2 separate regions of the Mus musculus genome follow, and region 2 is linked to region 1. Evidence: chromatin contacts called from public HiCAR-type data. All regions are on one chromosome and are shown on one strand. The core of a region is the stretch at or near the end of the contact, and the rest is flanking DNA. Distances in the headings are between cores, read along the strand shown. Region 1 holds the start of Rgcc (regulator of cell cycle). Region 2 holds the start of Dgkh (diacylglycerol kinase, eta).

Region 1 (3,889 bases), core at 911-3,410:
ACTGAATGAGCTTTTGAAACCTGGAAGTTAGGTAAGTCTCAGTGAGGAGATGAAGGATACAGCTCCCCGTGCCTCCTGAGGGACGGGTTGCACCTGAACACTGAGGTCATTGACTATCTCTGTCACCACTGTCAGGTGGGGGGGGGGGGCATAAAAGGCCCTAGGATATGGAGCCCAGCCAGAAGGCTCTGGAGAACAAGGGTTTAAACCTTTACCTGGTTCTAGGGAAGAAATCAACACATGTGCAGCACTGAGTGAGGCCTTTGCACTGAGATGTGTGTAAGGATGGGCTGGGGGCAACCCAATTTCACACCAGGTGAACTGTGGACAAATGAATTGTGTTCCACGCACTAACTGAACAGGTAATTGGCATCTTTTTTTTTTTTTTTTTTTTTTTTGGCTGCTCCTCCCAGATTGGTTGCTGCTGTTGGCTTATCTGCTCTGGGGCTCAGTGCCACCCTTGACTGCTTAGTTCTTCTTCACCCTAGGGAGGCAGGGTGTGGCTAACTTCAAAGTGGTGCTGAAAAGAGACAGGCCTGCCTTCTATTAAACCACTAAGGGGTAGGCAAGCCCCTTAGCTGCTCTATTCCAGTTTTCACACCTGCCGACCACTGGCAATGATTATATTATTCAGGGGTGGCTGTCAGGAGTGACCTGGTGCATGCCACATTCTGACACCTAGGAAGGCTGGAGTCACTGGGGAAAGATGTCCTCACATAACACCATCCAAAGATTCTGTGATGATGGCCGTTGATCACTTGAAAGTGTCTAGTATAGCTAAGGAAGTGTCTGGTGTAGTTAAGAAAGTGTCTGGTGTCTGGACTGAAAACTTTCACTTTATTCAATTTTGATTGTTTTACATTTATTTATTTATTTTCTTTTGCAGGTCTGAGGATGAGCCTTCAGACTCAGGGCTCACCCATGCTAGGCAAGCACTTTATTGCTAAATCATATTCCCAGGCCCCAGCTAGCCCCTTACTTTACATTAATTTAGTGGTGTGTGTGTGTGTGTGTGTGTGTGTGTGTGTGTGTGTGTGTATGTGTGTGTGTGGTGTGTGTGTGGTATGTGTGTGTGTAGCATGTGCATATATGCACACAAGGCGTATGTTGTGCCGGACAAGATCAGAGGTCAACCGCAAATGTGATCGATTCCCTGGGCACTGCCCACCTCCATTTTTAAGATACAGCTTTTCATTGACTTGGAGTTCTCACTTTGGGATTGGCTGGGGAGTCCCAGGGATTTGCCAGCCTTTGCCTCTCAGGGCTGGGATTATAAGTGGTGTCCATCTAGTTTGGATTTTTTAATGTGGATTTTGGGGCTTGAACTTGGATCTTCATGCGTGCACAGTAAACTCTTTACAGACAGGATTGTACTATGTAGGGTTTTTTTTCTTTTCTTTTCATGCAGTAGTCCTCAAATCTCCACTCTCTTGCCTAGACCCCCTTCTACCATCCTCCTTAGGGCTGGGACTATAGGCGCAGGCCACCAGCAGGCCTCTTATTTTACGTTTAATAACTACCTGGGGCAAAGGGCTGTTGGTCACCTGAGGCAGGAATTCTACTGGGCTGTGCTAAGGATGGACGCTCAATCATACGGACCCTATACCAGAATGCATCTGTCCATGTGGTACTCTGCGCTCAAAGATCATCTCAATTGAAGACTGCATTCACCTCAACCCACTGCCCTCAGCTGTCCACTCTGTCCACGCACAACCTTATAAATTCCTTGAGAAAAGTCAGATGGAGGACTGGTTCTTTGCAGAGGCTACTGAGGCCCTTGGCTCCTTTATTTTTGCAGCAAACAAGGAGGCTTTCTGCATGTGCAGTTCCATTTCATAGATGAGGCTCAAGGAGGCTCAGCCAGAAGGCGGGAAACAGGGTAAACTCTTGGAGAACTCTGATGCCCGCAAAGACACTTCCTTGGGTCGGGTTGTCAGGGTGGTAGAGAAAGCGGCGGGTAAATATTTGGGGCGGTATCCTGGACTCCGGCGACACCCGTCACTGCGGTTCTTCAGAGGCCAGCGCGTGGCTAGGGCGGTGCCGGGAGTAGGGGGTGGAGGGACAGGGGCGTCCCCTAGGTCGTCTGGGACTTACTCAGCAGCCCCGCCCCGCCCCGCCCCTGCCGGTGGCTATAAGACGGAGTAGCCGGCGGGTGGCGCGGCTCAGGCGAGTAGCTAGCGCTCAGGCTCGGCAAGGAGCAAGGCAGAGGCACCGGAGCAGACTGCAGTGCAGGCGGCAGCCACCAGGGCCAACACCTCGCAGCATCTCTGCTACGCGTGTCACTGAGCAACTTCTCCATGAAGCCGCCCTCAGCGCAGAGCAGTCCCGCGGCGGTCGCGGCCGCAGGTGAGTGCCTATTTGGAGGTGTCTTCTCCACCTCTGCGCCCCGGGATCGAAGCCAGGGACTGCGTCCACGCTAAGCTACACTCTCAGCTCCGGGGCCCCTGAGAGCTGGAGCCTGCAAGTAGGGGCGAGAGAACAGAGGTCGCTAAGGTCTTCTTCCACTGCCCACCCTTCTGTCCTCCATCACCCTGGCATCCCGTCTCCGGATCGCTCGTCCGATGCAGGTTTAGTTTGGTTTTCCACGCGGGACAAGGAACCGGAGTCTGACACGTAACGGGTGCCTGCTGACTCAGACTTCCCGCCGCCACGCGCTCCAGGGAGCGAGCGTGGGCAACAGTAGGAAAGCGCGTGGGGTGGGCTAGGTGACTTCCAGACTTTCAGCTCAACCCACGGAGGCTTCTTCTCCTCCGTGTCTGGTGACAGGCGCTTTAGAGGGTGGTTGGGAGGTTACGGAGTAACTGACTGCGTGGCTGTCACTGGCAAAGGCAGAGTGGAGTTCTAGGGAACGCTGGCCGCCCCTCCAGATGCCCTCTGTGCCCTCCCTCCCCTAGCCCCGGCCATGGACTCCGCGGCCGCTGCAGACCTGACCGACGTGCTGTGCGAGTTCGACGCGGTGCTGGCCGACTTCGCGTCGCCCTTCCACGAGCGCCACTTCCACTATGAGGAGCACCTAGAGCGCATGAAGCGGCGCAGCAGCGCCAGCGTCAGCGACAGCAGCGGCTTCAGCGACTCGGAGAGTAAGTGAAGCCCTGTTGAAGTCAGTAATCCTCAGACTCAGGCTTCCTAAAGCTCTAGATTCACCTGGGTTATCTTTAAACTGAGGCACGACATCTGGGGAAAGTCAGACCCGGGGATCTGCACGGCTCTGAGATGCCTGAAGAGTTGACTTTCTGAGTCGTTAGCCCAGATGTGCGGGGGTCATTAAGGCGTTCTTGGGGAGAGAGGTACGAGGGTGGGTGGGTGGCTCTTAAAGAGCTGTGGGTCTACCTGTCACGGCAGGTGTGTACCATGAGGCCTGAGGGTTTGTGCAGTCAGCCAGAACTCCTGGGAGTCCAGCCAGGCCTTCCAACCTTTTCCCGCCTTTCTACCCACTCTTCGCTCTTCATTTTTTTTTTTTTATTTTATTTTATTTTGAGACTCTCCCAAGGTGATCTATGTAGCTGCGGGTGACCTCGAACCTCTCTGATCCTCTTTCCTCGGGCTTCAGGGTGCTGGGGTGACAGTGCAATGCCACCACATTTAGGCACATCAGTTTATAGGCAATGCTGGGGGTCAGACCTAGGGCTTCTTGCACGCTAGGCAAACACTAGACCAACAGCACCCTCCCTTTCCTTTTCCAGAATGGGTGTTGGGGAACATGAGGACACGAGTGAGCACAAGAATGAAACATTTGTGAAACCAAAATGGTTTCATAAGCTGCTGTTTTTGGAATGCTTGAAATAACTTCGTTCACTTTCTGCCTAGCTCCCAGGCTCTTTCGCCACTCCAGGCACTTTTGAAACAGTCTCCCGCTGGGCTGCTGAGTTCAAGTACAGGGTTTCAGGCA
Region 2 (3,954 bases), core at 28-2,527, 570 kb after region 1:
GAAGGGCTGGTTTTGAGTGAGCCCCAGTGTTCAGCTGTGATCCCAGGGCTGAGGTAAACGCAGCATGGTCAGACTGCTCACTCACCCCACTTAAACCTCATTCAAAGTAAATGAAGGACAGGCTATTTAGGCAGCAGGTTGGAGGCCACTGAACAAAGCATAGTCACTAACAAAGAAGACCCAACAGTCCAAGGGCCCATTTAAAGGAGAGATTCAGGAATGCAAATTTAGTCAGTCAAGTTATAGAAAGTGAGGGCTGGAAACCATCCAGTGGCTTAGCTCTCTCCACAATCCTTAGGTGACCTTTATGAGTGTAGCTTCAGCGGAATATTAGCCTCGGAAATTAGTATGACGTGGGAGCATGCTGGATCAAGTAGTGTTTTGATTTTTCGGTTTCAAAACGTGTGAATTCATCTGTCTACCAGACTAAGGGCCAGAAGATGGTGCTGGCAGGAGTCTGAAGTCCACGAGAGAGGAAATGACCCATGCAAATGCAGTCACTGCTCGGTTTGCAACTAGATGGAAACCATCTTCACTGCCAGTAAAGATGATTTCAGGAAAGATGATTTAAAAAATTGCTTGTTGCAATTTTCATTTTCTTTTTCCCGGAGAGCAGCAGGAGAGACAGTTGACATTTGAGCTCTCTCTCGGAACTGCCCCTGTCCCTAATTTGAGCAGAGCGCTCACAGCGGACCACAGACCGGCTCCTTAGCTGGTTTTCTTTCCACGAAATCTTTCAGCCATAGAAAATGAACAAAAGCAGGGCTCCCCAGACAGCCCAGCCAGACATCTCAGCTGCCGGAATAGGTGCTTGGGAGTGGCTCAGGGGTGCGAAGCGCAGCCTCGCTCTGTTGAAGCCAGGTACTGTCCTGGGCAATTGGCTCCAGGTTTAGCTCCCGAGGCGGCCGTCGGGGGCTACAGGCACCCGTGGCGAGGGATGCCAAGGGGAAAGGGTGCCAGGTTCCGCTCGTCCGGCGCAAGCTACTCATCCCCGACATCCCCCGATTCTTCTGGCGATCCGGGCCCCGCGGCGCGGTTGCCTCTTTTAGCCGCACCACTGCCCGGTGCCCGTGACCACCCGGTGGCTGCTTTCGGTTCCGCGCCTTATATGGCCTGGCAGGGGGGTCACGTGCGTCCCGGGCCGCCCGCCGGGAGGGGCCGCTGGGGGAGGGGCGGACGGCGGGAGAAAAGGGGAGGGAGTCGGAGGCGGAGACAGGAGAGAGAGAGGGGCGGATTCTGCGGCCGTGGGAGGCGGCGGCGGCTTGAGGAGCCGAGCGCTCGCCGCCGCGCCGTGGAGCGGGACTCAGGCGGCTGCGGAGGCGGTGGCGGAGGAAGGGACCGGCGCGGGGGCGGGCGAGCGCGGCGGAAGCCAGAGAACGCGGGAGGGCCCGTGGCTGGCCCCGGGCAGGAGCCAGGGCGGCAGCGACAGCGATCCCAGCGAGGGAGGCGCAGGCAGCGGCGGCGGCAGCGACAGCGATCCCAGCGAGGGAGGCGCAGGCAGCGGCGGCGGCAGCGGCGGCGGCAGCGGCAGCGGCAGCGGGGGCCGGTGTCCGTGCGCCCCGGCGGCCAGCGGGCGCGGGCCGGCGCGATGGAGCCTCAGCACGTGCGCCCCGTGCTTGGAGCCCAGAGCCCGGCCTGGGAGGAACCGGTGGGTACCGCGCCCGCGCCCACCCCTCCCGCTTGTCCTTGCTCCCTGCCTCCCCCTCCCGGCCCATGTTCCGTTCAGGAAGCGGTCCGGGATGAGGTCCCCAGCTGCTTCCCAGCCGGGGCAGCGCTTCCTCCGGCGCCCGGGCTCCTCCTTGCTCGCCGCCCGAAGCGCCTTTGTCCGGTCGGCCTCTGGCGACGGTCCTTAGAGGACCGTTTCCGCGCTTCATCCTTTTCCCAACTTTGCACTTCATTCCCGAGTGTGGCGCGGCGGCCCGGGGAGTGGAGGCGACGGGGTTGCGCGGTCAGCGGGTGGCGCCGGGAGGAGACGGGGCTCACCTCTTGACCGCGCCCTGGCAGTCACCTGGGCACGCAGGTTCCCAAGGACCGCCGCCTGTGGAGGCTGGTGGCTGCCAGAAGCCCAGAGCCACGCCTCCGACTCGAGTGGCCGCGGCTGCCCTGAACAGTTCCGAGGGTCAGGGGACCTGGACCGGGATCCAGCCACCGGCTAACTTCGCTTTCGCCTGGATCTCACAGCACACGCCACGCGTAGATTGAGTCACTTTAGGGGCTCAGAGTGTTGCGTGTGAGAAGAGTCGAGGTCTTTGGATTTATTCCCTAAACTCCTTTAACTTATTTCTTGCACCTCAAACTGAGCCGTCTGTTATCCATCCATCCCTTCAGGGATTCCTCCCAGGAATCCCCGTCCTGCGTAGACCCTTGTAATCTTGAGTGGGCAATGAATTTTGGCTCTGCATACCCTATCTACGTATTTCTTAGTCCTTTTTGATTGACGTTGTGAACCGTCTCAAAAGCCTGGTCCAAAATTTCTGGCTTCATCCTTGCTGCGGTGCTGTTCTGATGATGTTTTCCCAGGGACTTCCTGAGTCTGCTCAGGCGGGCCCTCTGCCTGTTGAGAGCTTGTAGGTCAGGTGCCAGGCTTGCTTCTCCTTTTCTTACCCATAGACTTCCAGCCGGTTTGCCAGGGTACGATTCGCTGCCTCCTGCTTCCTGACCTTTCAGGAGTGTCCTTCGACTTTGATCCATCTGCAACTGCTTTTGCTTTTGTGAGTTTGCACGTTAGGTAGCCCATCTGTTCGTGTTCTATTGCGATCATCATTAGGGAGTAAGCTATTCTTGGTTAAAAATACAATTCATTCAGTCTTGACATTTAAGATCATTGGGAATGAAATCCAGCGACCTGTTTTGAACTTTACTAAATAAAATCCTATCAGCTTCCACCACTTACAGCGGGAAGCTCCAAGTCATGTGTAGTGCTTTTTGGGTGCTGAATGCTAGGACTTCACCGCAGTTAGAAAATTAGAGAACCTCCGGCTTTCTTCTCCAAAGTGCTAAGAAACAGAGTGCTTTCTTATTCTCCTAGAAAATCTTCAGTGCTAGTCTCGCCACATGAACGTTTAAAGCTAAAACCTTCACAGAGAAGCGAGATGGAGCAGGAGCAGTGGCTAAATGTTGAACTCTTCAAAACTTGGCGTATGTAAGTGGCTAAGGCATTTTATTAGTTCAGCAGATATTCTTATCCAACACCTATCGTGTTCTGAGATTGTTGGGCAAGCTGTTAACTCTCAGACAAGCTTTGTCCCCAAGAACCTTACTTTATAGCTGAAGGTTGACATCTATTCAAGTGTGTGTCATAAAAAGTTCTCATGAGTGATTTTATTCAGAACTTTGTGTAATGACTACAATATTTAAGGATTTTTCAAACGCTTTATATAACTACTTAAGAAAGTTGAGTTACCTGAACGACTAAAAGAGGAGTGTACTCAAGAGAAAGCAAGAATGCATTAGAGGAAACAGCTTTAAATGTTAAATATTTCTGGCTTGGAGAGCAACGGGGTTGACGTTTTAATCTAAATATGTTTTGAAGGAACACTGGGTCCATCCGAATCCCTGTTGTTTCTGTTTGGGACAGAGCGTCACACTGTAGGACAGGCTGCTGTGGGATTTTCTCGGTAGGCCAGGCAGGCCTGAAACTTCATGCCCTGCTGTTGCTTCAGCAGAATACAAGGCATCATTAAGTTCTCAAAAATCAGGGTCTTTAACTTTGATTCAGTGAGCTCAAGAATCTGAATGGAGTGAGTTCTGGTTTCCTTCAAAATGAACCTATATGACCATCATGCGGCATGCTATACTTAGAACATTAATTGCTAGTCTATATAACTTTAAGGAGCCACAGTGTCTGTCTGTCTGTCTGTCTCACACACACACACACACACACACACACACAGAGAGAGAGAGAGAGAGAGAGAGAGAGAGAGAGAGAGAGAGAGAGAGAGAGAAGAGAAGATC

Evidence for each region. HiCAR-type assays count read pairs that join an accessible place to other places.
Region 2: a contact with region 1 is called in a HiCAR-type map of astrocytes, with 3 times the contacts expected there. The contact joins the promoter of Dgkh here to the promoter of Rgcc in region 1. A contact is called at or near these places in 4 of 39 promoter capture datasets (cranial neural crest, embryonic stem cells and hippocampal neurons), 8 of 484 Hi-C or Micro-C datasets (B cells, Th1 cells, cortical neurons and 3 more), 14 of 115 datasets of contacts at active chromatin or transcription factors (astrocytes, bone marrow-derived macrophages, effector CD8 T cells and 9 more) and 2 of 9 other capture datasets (adipose tissue and liver).

The regions. Positions count from the first base shown.
Region 1 is chr14:79,299,906-79,303,794 of GRCm38.p6, reverse strand. Rgcc (regulator of cell cycle) reads left to right here and starts at 2,160. Exons shown (of 5, transcript NM_025427.2): 1 at 2,160-2,346; 2 at 2,895-3,080. The coding sequence starts at 2,298.
Region 2 is chr14:78,730,052-78,734,005 of GRCm38.p6, reverse strand. Dgkh (diacylglycerol kinase, eta) reads left to right here and starts at 1,277. Exons shown (of 30, transcript NM_001081336.2): 1 at 1,277-1,648. The coding sequence starts at 1,589.